3 separate regions of the Sus scrofa genome follow, and regions 1 and 2 are each linked to region 3. A link is a contact called in public promoter capture Hi-C data. All regions are on one chromosome and are shown on one strand. Each heading gives the region's core, a stretch centred on a gene start, on an enhancer-like site or on the middle of the called end of the contact. The rest is flanking DNA. Distances are from core to core; before and after follow the strand shown. Region 1 holds the start of ZNF397 (zinc finger protein 397). Region 2 holds the start of ZNF24 (zinc finger protein 24). Region 3 holds the start of MAPRE2 (microtubule-associated protein RP/EB family member 2).

Region 1 (3,976 bases), core at 996-3,495, 260 kb before region 3:
GCTGCTGATGCCACATGCTCCAGTCTGTAAACTCCTTTTCCCAGAATACATCACATCTCCCCGTTCCCACCTGCTGCCCTGGATCATCAAATTCCCTCTCCAAATCCTCCAACAGAGTGACAGCTTCCTCGCCACTTTTTGGACTATGTTGCTGAACCCAGATCTGCAGCTCCTCAGGCAGGATGCTCAGGAACTGCTCCAGCACCAGCAGCTCCAGGATCTGCTCCTTCGTGTGCACCTCTGGTCTCAGCCACTGATAGCAAAGCTCCTGGAGTCGGCCCAGGGCCTCCCGGGGCCCAGGCGTCTCCTGGTAGCAAAACTTTCTGAATTGCTGGCGAAACAGTTCTTGGCAGGATCGGGTACTCCCATTCTGCTTAAATTTCTGGCCCCACGAAAGGCTTTCTTCTACTTTTACTAGTATGAGCTCTTGTTCCTGAGGATTCTGAGGTACTGGGGTTGAAACTGCTCTGGATTCCACAGCCATTCTGGGCTGAAACAGTTTAGCAGAAAGCTCACTACCAACTGGGTACTGTACTTCAGAGTCTCTTGGAATAATCTCTTCTTTCCTGAAGGATATAAAAGCACTGTTACAGTAATGAAAAAAAAAATCTAAGAACTTACAATAATAAAGATCAGTCAAGGGAGTAATATATTGAAAGGCATCAGGAATGAGACTTTAAATAAGTAATAATCAAGTGACAAATGTGAAAAATCACTCACCTCATCGGTCCAATTTTGCAGAATTCCTACCATATTTATACTATGAGAAGTTATATTTTAGAGGCAAAAGAATATATATATACACACACACATACTCCCACCCCCAAGGGCATATGGTGTTCCCAGGCCAGGGATCAGATCCAAGCCAAAGTTGAGACCAATGCTGCAGCTGTAGCAACACTAAATCCTTAACCCACTGTGTGGGCCAGGGATCAAACCCGCATCCCAGCACTCCAGAGAGGCTGCTGATCCCATTGTGCCACAGTGGGAACTCCAAGAATGCAATATTAACATGAATCACATGTTGGGAAATTTCCTTTTCAATTCCTTTTCAGTTCTGAATGCATAAAGGAGAATAATCTGTCAAACTTGCCAAATTCCTTTTCATTTTTATAATTTTTTTTGTCTTTTTAGGGCTGAACATACGGCATATGGAGGTTCCCAGGCAAGGGGTCCCCTACACCAGAGCCACAGCAACACCAGATCCGACCCGAGTCTGCGACCTACACCACAGTTTATGGCAACACCAGATCCTTAACCCACTGAACCCAAAACCTCATGGTTCCTAGTCGGATTCGTTTATGCTACGCCACGATGGGAACTCCTGAACTCCTTTTTAAATAAAGTATAGGCCTCACACTTCCATGGGTAACGGTATCAATTTTGTTAAAATTGATTTTTAGTTACCTTCTACCTAAGCAAATAATACTGCTTTTCATTTAAAGCTGTAATAAAAATTTTTTTAAAAATCTGTATTACACATGAGTAGATTTAAATAAAAACGTTGTTAGGCATTTGCCATTTGATCAAATTTAGTATTTAATGCATTTTTCCAACAAACAATGAGGCACTGAGGCTCTGTCCTGAGCTGGGTATTAGAACACAAAGGTTTTTGTTTGTGAAGGTATTTGCTTGGGTCTACCAAGAAATTAACCAAGAAGTTTTTGTTAAATGCTTACCATGTTCTCAAAAACATGTCAGATATTACAGAGACACAAAAGCAAAAAGGTTAATCACAACTCTCAAAAAGCTTAGGATATACGGTGGTAAAAATTTTAAAAAGTGAAATATGGCAAAAGTAATTGTGTTTTAAATTTTGTAATATAGATCGAACATGATCTGATTTTTGGATGGGAGAATATTGACTGAAGGGTATGCCCTTGAATGAACAGGACAGATCCGCACAATTTAACCCTAACACTACAGTTAGCTTTAGAGATCTGATTATTTAGCTGATAAATCTGTGGTTTATTAACCAGCCCTGCCGCGCTAGCCCTTCTATTTCTACATCCCGGTAAAGTCACAGCAACTGGCGAAGTGAAGAGGGAAAAACTGCCCTTTCCGCAGGAAAGCAGGGTCTTGAGTGTTGGCCTCCTATGAGCTCCCAGGAGGCTCAAGAGACGCTGCCCGGAAAAGGTGCCGAGACCCGGGGATGAGCAGGCCGAAGAGCGGGGCTTCTCCACCCGGCGCCCGCCGGCCCGGCCGCGTGCCTTCCCCCCACCCCCTCCGTCTCGGGTCCCGCGTCCCTCACCGCGAAGCAGAGGAGCGGCCAGGGAGCAAGCCCCGGACCTGCAGAGGCGAGCGACAAAGACCGGAAGTGCGCCCCGGCAGCCTTCCGCTCGCCCGCCCTCCTGAGGTCCGTCCGTCCCCGCCCCATGCTCAGAGGCAGCCAATCAGCGCGTTGACTCCGCCCTTCCCACCGCCTTCCCCAGGTGGCCGTGGTCCCGCCGAGCGTCGACGCCGAGGCAAGAGTGAGCTAGCAGCTGGGGTTTCTTTAGGAGGCCGTCACACCCAGAGGGCACCTCTGTTCGGCCGCCTCTTACCCTAGCTTTCTTTCACCGCCACCCGCCCGCCGTACTTGGTGTCTTCTCACTTCTGAGTCATTTCACCTCCAATTTTTCAGAAAAGATTTCGGATTTTCCTGTAATTCCTGTGAGTTTGCAGTACTTAACGACAGAAGTAGATGCGTGGATGAAGGGACTGAACAAAAAGTAGAAACCGCTTATATTGCTCTTCCGTGGGCCTATTTGAACCTTACAACGCTCGTGCTGTAGCTATAACATACCCATTTTACAGACGTAGACACTGCCCAAAGTCAAGCAGCTCGTGCCCAGAGATGCCAAAATTGTAGTTCAGGGACACCCTGGGATTTCAGACTTTGTGCCTCTAACCAGGGTTTTCCCATTTTTCACTGAGGCTAGCGCACTTTGTCTTAGTGTTTAAATTTTTATTTGGCCATTCAGTAGCTTTAAAAATGATGCCTCTTGTTGGTTTAACTTGCATTTCCTTTAAGTTAGGGAGCTTGAGGTTATATTTCCCTCATGTTTATGGACCATTTATGGTTCTTCAAGGAAATGGCGTTTCCCATGTTTAAAATTGAGTTGTTACTATTTTTCTTTTGTATTTGCAAGAATTTTTTACTTGCTAAGGATATGGACTCTTCATTTGTTACAAATATTTTCCCGTTTTTGTATTGTAAATGTTAGTAGAAGGTGACACAGAAATTCTCCTTTGTGAGCTAAGACAAAACACATTATTATTATTATTCATTAGCATTCAGAGTAGCTCACTAATTCTTAACTGTTGTGAACAGACTATAGCAATTTTACCAAACAAGAGAACAAATAATACTACCTTGTGTTTCAGCTGTTGCTGCCTAACAAACCACTGCAGTACTTAATGACTAAAAACAGCAGGTGTGTTTTATTGCTCACAGGTCTGTGCTCTGGGATTCAGGCAGGGCTTAGCAGAGATGGCTAGCCATGCTTTCTGAGGTGCCGACTGCTTAACTTGATCAGAACTGGAAGGTGCAAGATGGTGTCTCACATTGTTGTGGACTTGGTGCTGCCTTTTGGCTGGAGTAACTCGATCGTCCTCCATAAAGCTTCTCGCCATGTAATCTCTAATCATTCAGGAGTTAGCCTAGGCTTTCTTACAGGGTCCTGGTTCCTTCCTTCCTTCCTCTCTTTCTTTCATGGCCACACCTGTGGCTGATGGAATTTCCCAGGCTAGGGATCAAATTGGAGCTGCAGCTGCCAGCCTACACCACAGCCACAGCAATGCCAGAGCCAAGCCACACCTGCAATCTACACTGCAGCTCACCGCAATGCCAGATCCTTTAACCCACTGAGTAAGGCCAGGGATGGAACACACATCCTCATGGACACCAGTCAGCTCTTAACCTGCTGAACCACAATGAGAACTCCTTGGGTCCTGGTTTCCAACACAGTGAAGGAGGAGGGGAAGAGGCTTGTTC
Region 2 (4,217 bases), core at 273-2,772, 350 kb before region 3:
CACAAAAGACGGAAAGGTTGGGAAGAGCAGCCAAGCAGGTTGGTGGTAGTAGCCAAGTAGAAAAGAGAAAAAAAAAAAAAGTCTGGATTTCAGAAACCTCCTAAAAAAGAAAGAGAAGAAGGGCCATCAGAAGTAGCAGGTGTTCTGGGGAGGCAAAATCCTGGTCAGAGAGTAAAGTAGTGCTATGGGATCATCAGCTGACTCACTTGCGCTCTCATTCATGAATTCAGCAGAGCCTAAGGGCACTTTGCAAAGGGCACTCTGAAAGAGGCAGAAAGCTGAAGCCTGAAGATCTTGGAAGGCTGCTGGAAGGCTGGACCTGTACTTCTAACATAGACCTTAAACAACAGGGCTCTTTTGTGTGGTTCCTGATGCTGAACATGTGACCTAGCAAAGGCAGCAATGTGACCAGCCCACATTTCATTCATTTATTCAACAAATATTTATTGAGTTCTCTATGTACCAGGCAGTCAGCATCCCGGGACTACATGGGAATACTGTGGTGAACAAGACAGGCAAGGTCCCTGCCCTTATGGGACTTACAAACAAAACGAAATAAAACAAAAACCAGTGAAATGAATACATAAGATCACTTCTACCCAGTGCTATGAGCGTGAGAAGGCTTCCAGGAGGAAGAAATGGTCAGGAAGGCTGACGATTGCCAGCCACAACAAGGCTAAGAGCTGGGGTGTGGGGGTAAGGTGGGGGCAGGGAAAAACCACAGGGGGCCTTACAGGCCAATGTAAGCAGTTTTTAATGTCATAATTAATGCAGTAGGGATCCACTGAAGGCCTTTAAGTAGGGGCATTAAGTGGTCTGATTTATGTTTTTAAATCACTTTGGCAGCTGTTTTGTAGTATGAAATGTCAAGCCTAAAGTCAGAAGATAACCATGCATTCTGCAAATTCACTCTGCGATCATTGCCAAAGCTCTTGATTAAGAGTCTCATCTTGTTTCCCTGACAAATTAATTAGTCATAATAAAGCTCTATAGCACAGCAAATGGTAGCCAAAGGTTAGAGTCATGCCTTGGCTTCAAATCTTGCTTCGTACTTACTAGTTATGTATTCTCCGCAAGCTATTTACTTGAGCCTCAATTACCTCAGCTGTGAAATGGGGATAATAAAAGTTCTTACATCATAGGGTTTTCACGAAAATTAAATTACAAGACATGTAAACCACGGTGACAGAACCTGGTACAACGTGGTTAGCACACATAAATATTAGCTTTTGTTACTTCTTTCAGAGGATTACTGTGAAGATCACATGAGATAATGCATGTGAAAAGACTTATGACACCGTAAAGACTACATTAGTGGCAGAATTTTTTCTTTCCTTTCCTGGTCTTTTAAGGGGAACACAGAAGACTGGGCTAACCAGGGGAGAGAGGCGTGAGGCCAAGCGCAGCCTCAAAGCGGTCATTGTAGTTGGACAGCCCTTCCCCCAGCCCGGAGCGCATCTCTATGGCAACGCGGGGCTTCGCCTACCCCCCGCCTCCTGGGGCCCACAGACCGGAAGCAGTCTGCGCCGGGGGCTTCTGGGAAACGGCTTGTGAGCGGCGGCGTTTCTGCGTCGGCCGTGGACAGCGAAGCGGTTGCAGTTCCCGAGCTTGAGGTTTGCGCGAGAGAGGGGGGAAGAGCGTGCGAGGGAGGCTGGGCTAGAGGCTGTGGTCCGCTTGGCAAGAGTTAGCGAAAAAGCTTGGCGGTGACCTTCCTTGGCTTCCCGGGAGGCGCGGGGGACAGGCCACGGTCTCAGCGCCCAGCAGCTGGGAGACAGGGAGGGATAGACAGAAAGCCAGATAGGGCTTTCGGCACCCTTGGAGAGTCCTCCCTTCCTTGTGCCTTCCGCGACCCCCGCCTTCCCCCCTCCCCCATCGGCCGGTTTTGTTCTATTTCGAGGCCCTGGCATCTCGCGGAGGGTTCTGGGATTCTTTTCGGGTGGAGGGGGGTGGGCGGTCCTCCGCCGTGGCTGCCGGGACTTGTAGTTTGGCCGGCCTCGAGCGGAAGTGCCGTGACTCCGGCGCTGTTGAGGCTAGGTGGCCTCTGGTCTTCCGAAAGCCGCAGCCGGGAGTGTGGAGAGAAGAGGGGCTGGAGTGGTCTGGTGGGGGCCGGGTTCGCCACGGCACTCCGCTGAGTGAGTGGGAAGGTCGCGTGGGACAGGACTCCCTGCGCAAACCTGGTTGGGACTGCGGGTTCGCATTCCCCGCACCTCCTCACGTCCCATCGGCAGGGTGCTGTATGAAAACGTAAAGGGGAGAGAAATTTTATTTTTCTAGAGTGTTTGAGCCAATGGTAAGGTAGGGTTTTGGAATAGGAACAAACGAATACTGTTGGCTAAACCTTGTTTATAAGGCCGCCACACTCCAGAGTGCTTAAACAAACCTGTATGTATATTACTTGGTAAGATTTTTTTCTGATACCTAGACTTGATAGGTTTACAGGAAGTTTTGGGCAGTTACTGACTTTCAGATTCCGGGCCCTGAATAGATAATATTGAGTAACTGCATGGCTTGTTCCCAGTAGGTGTTTTAAACAATGGCATAGGCATGACTGTGCAAATACTAAGGAAAGGATCAGAAATAGCCCAAGGTTTCCCTGAAGGTAGAAGCTGGGGAGATTGTGAGTCATCCAGTGTAAGGATTAGAGTCTGCGCCACTGTGGGAAGTCAAGGTGTTATGAGAGTCCCTTTTCTTCATAGAATTTGCTATGATTAATGCCCACATTACAAATTGAAAGGTACTTATGGTGTCTCGGGTGACTGAATAATATTTGAATTTTATGGCACCTAGTGGTTTTTTTCAACATCATGTATCTGTTATTGAGCAGGTGAATATTTTTTTCATGTATATTTTAGTCCAGGGAGTTCTTAAACATTTTAAAACTATTTCTTAGCCCTGAAAAAAAAAAATTGTCAAAATTTTTTAAGCAGGTGCTAAAAAAGATACCCCTCCTTTTGAGGTGACTCAGGTGTGTCAGGTTACACCGGTATTGAATTGCAAATAATGTGTTCCATTTAGATAACACCGAGATAGGCAAGTTTTGTAGACATAGATTGGCATACTTCTCTCAAAAGGGCCAGATGGTAAATATTAAGTTTTTCATGACATGTAGCATTTATTGCAACTACTCAACTCTATTGAGTAGAGTACAGTAGTCACGCTGTTGTAGCATCAATAGTGAACAAATAAGTAAAATTATTTATGGAGACAGACACTTTCATTTCTATCAATATTCACCTGACATGAAGTGTTCTTTTGATTTTTTTCAACCATATAAAAATGTGAAAACTATTCTCAGTGCAAGCATTATTGAAAAATAGGCAGTGGGCCAGATTTAGCAGTGAACTGGAACTTCTGTTGTAGGCTATTGATTGGCATGTTTAATTTAGTAAAAATACATTTTCTTTTCTTCTATCAGGGTATGTTCAGATTCTTAGGATATTTGGTCATTTATATTGTTTTCATTTCTTGTGCCTCAGGAGTGCCTGTGAAGAAAACAGGGTATTTCCCTGAGGCCTGTCTCCTACCTTGATTGTCTTTTCTTGGAGTATTATAAATCAGGATGTCTGCACAGTCAGTGGAAGAAGATTCAATACTTATCATCCCAACTCCAGATGAAGAGGAAAAAATTCTGAGGGTGAAGTTGGAGGAGGATCCTGATGGCGAAGAGGGGTCAAGTATCCCTTGGAACCACCTCCCTGACCCGGAGGTTTTCCGACAGCGCTTCAGGCAGTTTGGATACCAGGATTCACCTGGGCCCCGTGAAGCTGTGAGCCAGCTTCGAGAACTTTGCCGTCTATGGCTCAGGCCAGAGACACACACAAAAGAACAAATCTTGGAGCTGGTAGTACTGGAGCAGTTTGTTGCCATCCTGCCCAAGGAGCTACAGACTTGGGTTCGAGAGCATCATCCAGAGAATGGAGAGGAGGCAGTGACCGTTCTAGAGGATTTAGAGAGTGAGCTAGATGACCCTGGACAGCCGGTAAGCCCGCTTGTGTTGCATTCCTGGGTCAGGAGCCCTGACATGGCAGTAGGCGCAGCTGCTGATTTAATGCCACTCAGCTAAGTTAGAATTCTGTTTATGCCTCCACCTGCCCCCCATTATTTATGCTGCTTTGTCATCTAGGCCTCTGCAGCATATGTTTCGTGTGGTTGCTTTTGTGTGTGTGTTTTTGATTCTCAACAGATTCCTTCTCATTTGAACCAGTCCTGTTATTTCC
Region 3 (3,992 bases), core at 408-2,907:
TTAAGACAAAGGCTCCTCCCGATCAAATGGCTGCAGCGCCCCTGCCACCGAGGTTACAGCTCTGCCCCCTGACTGGGCGGCCCTCGGTACGGAACTGGCAAAGTGATTCAAGGGATGACCAACTCTACTGGCCCTTTCGAGGTCTGATAAGTCTGCATTACCGAGAGCTCCTGGTTCGGAGGGGAGGGTCTTTTCTGTGCCCACCCCTCCTGCATGCCCTTTATGAAATATCTGGTCACTGTCCAGCCCTTCTAAGGGTGGGTTGAAGATTTTCTTACGGAAACAAGAGTGGGGAGTCGCTAAGTAGCCCTCTCCCTGCACTCAGGGTGCTCCCTGAAGAAGAACCACTTCAGCTCAGAATAATCTGCTTTCTTTCCACCCCAGCCGGCTTCAGCGTCCCGGGCGCCGGGAGCACAAGCCGGAGCCGGAGTCCAAGTGGGTAGAGGTGAGGCTGGAGGAGAAGCCCGGGGCGCGCGGCAGAGGTCCAAGGTTTGATCCCCAGCCGGCGGGCTCCGATGCGCCGCACTTCCTGATCCGTCCCGAAGCTCGCAGCCCCTGCCAGCGCCCCCAGTTCCCAGTTCCGGGGCCCCAACTCTGGCGCCGCCAGGTCCGCGCGCTGCGGGCGCCCACTCTCAAGACCCCCTCTTTCACCAGCGCCGTGTCCCTGTCCTGGCCAGCTCAGCCCTGACCGCCCCCCCCCCCCCCCGCCACACACACACACACACCCCGGCCCCAGCCAGTCCACTTTGCCTTTGCCAGCGTGGCAGCCCTGATTCCCTCCCTTTTCCTGGGGTGCGCAGTACTGAGGCCCCAAAGAGGCGATGCAGCCTGCAGGAGGGCGGCGGGTGCACACCCGGGGGCCGCGGCGCCAACCCCTGCACAACTTCTTGCGGGGCTCAGAGACCCCCGGTCCCGCGCTCTCCGCCATCGGCGGACTGCACCCCCAGCGGCGGGAGGGGGCGCGGCCAGAGCGGGGCCTGGGAGGTACAGCGCCAGGGCTGGGGGGTCGGGGTGCGCTAGGGCGGTACCGCTTTAAATGCACTTGACTCACCTGCTCCGGCGCTGCCGCCTCCTTCCACTACTGACAGCTGGGGGCTTTGTTTTCTCCACCCACCCGGCCCGCTGCGCTCCGCCCCCACTGCCACACGTGACTCGCCGTCTGCTGTCGCCGCTGCTACTCCGCGGGGCCACCGGACAGCGCGGGGCCCGGGTAACCTCTGCCTGGGGGTGCAAGGAGTAGGTGGGAACAGCCGACGAGAGCCCGGGCAGGTCCGAGGGGACTCGCCAAAGGGTCAGTTGGAAGGTGGAACGCTGGTTAGGGCCCTGGGAAGCCAGGGTGAGTTGGTGACAAGGACTAAAGTGCCAGACAGTGAAAGAAGCTGAGTTGTTGAGCCCCACCCGAGAGGGAGGAGGCCGGCTCGGCTTAGAAAGGAGGCTTGAGGAGGCAACCCCATACCCTGAATTAAGTACCGGTAACTGGGGACCTGCACATCACTGCCTTTGACACCAAGTGTTTGTACTCAGACCTGGGGAACAGTTGATACTGAGGAGCAAACGAGTTCTGTCATGAACATTAGTAATTAAACCATGCCATTCTAAGCTGAACAATATGATAAACAAGGTAATAAATAATAGCAAGTTCTATTGAAGTTTCAAATCTGCTTGTTGGTGCCGATGATATTTGGCTTCTATTTGGAAAATGGAATCCAGGCTGGAGAAGCTAACTCCGGATTATTGATGTGGGCACTTGTCCATTTGGAACAGCGCCTAGTTTTAATGAAATGAATTAAGAAAATGTTCTAGCTTCAAGACGCAGCTCAGTATCTGCTGCTTTTGGAAGTGGTCCTGACCTTTGCTGATCTATAGTGTTTGAAACTGCAAGAACCTGTTATCTGAATCCTTCCTTTTGCCCTGGAGAACAAATATACCTTTGTGCCCCCCCTACACACACCCAATTGCAACACTGGGGAAAGATTGTCCCCATGTCCCTAGCATTCATTAAAGCAAAGTCTGCATAGTGGAATGACTTAGCACTGTGCTTTCCAAACTTTAATGCGCAGAGCTATCACTTGGAGACCTTGTTAAAGCCAAATTCTGATTGAGTGGGCCTTAGGTTGGATCTGAGATTCTGTAGTTTGGCAAACTCTTACGTAACATCAGTGCTGCTGGTTTGAGGTCCACACTTTGAGTAGCAAGGCTCCAAGCACCCTTTAGCAGTGGCCAGCCTATTCTGAGTCCTCACTGCACCACTTAATAGCTTTGTGACCTTGGGAAGTGTCTTGATATTTGAACCACCATTTCTGTAAAATAGGATGATACCAATATCTTGAAGATTAAATGAGAAAACCCATTTAATGTGTGCCTAGCACACACACCTAGGGTTTGACAAGTGTTAGCTGATTAGCTCTTGGGGTCATCTTTGCAGAAGTGAAGCTGGCACGAAGTCCAGCATATTGGCAGGGGGAGTGGTGTGTGAAATGGGCACAGGGGATGAGATAGCCAGCCTGCAAAATAACTACTGTATGCCCAAATCACCTAGCAAGGGCCAAAAGGGTAGAATAAGTTTGTTGCATAAATGAACAACTACGATGAAGAGGAAATCATCCATGTTTAAAAGTTCTGTTTCTTCTGTAAAACTTTAAATCTTGATAGATATTTTTGGGACACTGAATTAAATCATTTTGCTTTTTATTACAGATAATGTCCAGTTGCCTGCTGGATGGGTAATCCATTTTAATATCTGAGTGAATAAATGGACTGTATGGAGTAGTGCATTTTTTATCCTCATTAAAAACCCTGAAATTGAAATTGAAATGAATTTATTAATGAAGATATGGTATTCTTAGCTCTCAAAATGAATGGGTATTTTCATCAAAGTTCTCACATTTCCCTTTCTTGCTTCTCCAGTCTCTGCCTCAATCCTCCCCCCCTCCACCCCCATCATTGTTTCCTAAGACTCATTTCTTGGCTTTTTATTTTTCTCACTTTCTATCATTTCCCTTGGAAATTTTATTCATATCTTATGCTCAGCTTTCAAGTGTGTGGAGATTACTTCTGAATCTATACCCACATTCTTGACCCATGTCCAAGCCCCATTTCTGGATTACCAATTACTTGCTAGGCACTTCCACTGAATTTCCCACTCTCCTAGGAGTTTCGGTGTGTTCTAAATTAAACTCCTCTCTCTTCTCATATAACTGATACCTCCTTGGTAATAAATCAAAGTGATTATTTGCATTGGAAAGCCCTCAGTGCTAATCCAGGGACCTGGCAGGGATATGGCTCACACAGCATGACTGTCCTAGCTACCTTCTGGCTGTTTCCAGATATTTCTGTGAGACTTTCCTTCAACACTGACTGGGGCCAACACACACATAAACATCGCTTACTGGTATAACAGCCACATACGTAGCTGTGGGCTGCTGCATAAATGGTGATCAGGGTGAATTGAGCTGGCGCATCTGTTAGGGCAGGCTGGATCATGCTGCTGTAACAAAAACCACCACAATCTCAGTGGTTTTATACAACAAAAATGAATTTCCTGCTCAATGCAAAGTCTCCAGGGCAGCTTTCAGGTGACTCATCATTCCAGCCTGCCTCATTCCTGTGACCTCTCCATGAGCACCACGGCAAGGGAAGAGAGTATGGAAAACTGGGCACCACACCTTAAATGCTTTCACCAAAGGAAATGACATGGTCACTACCTAACTTTAAGGAGGTATATATATATTTGGAAGGAATAGGAAAGTAGAAATCTTGGGGAGCACGAGTAATGTCTGCTGCAGGGATCTGTTCTATAAGGGAAGGTTAGGCATAAAATTAAGCTGAAAATAGTCTAGTTATAGTAGAGGGTGAGTGTAGATTACCAGTCTGAATAAGGAACCCAGTTGCCTGTGGATCTCTGAAGAAACACCATTGCTGTTACAATGTCTGTACAATATTACTACGTAGAGAGACACTTAAAAGTGAGAAATGCTGCCTCCCTGCCTGTC

The links. Promoter capture Hi-C pulls out the DNA fragments that hold promoters and counts their contacts.
Region 1: a contact with region 3 is called in a promoter capture Hi-C map of fetal liver, with 3 times the contacts expected there. The contact joins the promoter of ZNF397 here to the promoter of MAPRE2 in region 3. A contact is called at or near these places in 1 of 5 promoter capture datasets (fetal liver) and 1 of 2 datasets of contacts at active chromatin or transcription factors (skeletal muscle).
Region 2: a promoter capture Hi-C map of liver shows a contact between it and region 3, with 4 times the contacts expected there. The contact joins the promoter of ZNF24 here to the promoter of MAPRE2 in region 3. A contact is called at or near these places in 2 of 5 promoter capture datasets (fetal liver and liver) and 1 of 2 datasets of contacts at active chromatin or transcription factors (skeletal muscle).

The regions. Positions count from the first base shown.
Region 1 is chr6:119,075,064-119,079,039 of Sscrofa11.1, reverse strand. It overlaps ZNF397 (zinc finger protein 397), which reads right to left and starts at 2,245. Exons shown (of 6, transcript XM_013999293.2): 1 at 721-2,245; 2 at 71-566. The coding sequence starts at 725. It overlaps LOC102163786 (a long non-coding RNA gene), which reads left to right and starts at 2,443. Exons shown (of 3, transcript XR_304095.3): 1 at 2,443-2,652.
Region 2 is chr6:119,164,509-119,168,725 of Sscrofa11.1, reverse strand. ZNF24 (zinc finger protein 24) reads left to right here and starts at 1,522. Exons shown (of 4, transcript NM_001243375.1): 1 at 1,522-1,613; 2 at 3,477-3,979. The coding sequence starts at 3,560.
Region 3 is chr6:118,814,632-118,818,623 of Sscrofa11.1, reverse strand. It overlaps MAPRE2 (microtubule-associated protein RP/EB family member 2), which reads right to left and starts at 1,657. Exons shown (of 8, transcript XM_021096265.1): 1 at 1,052-1,657.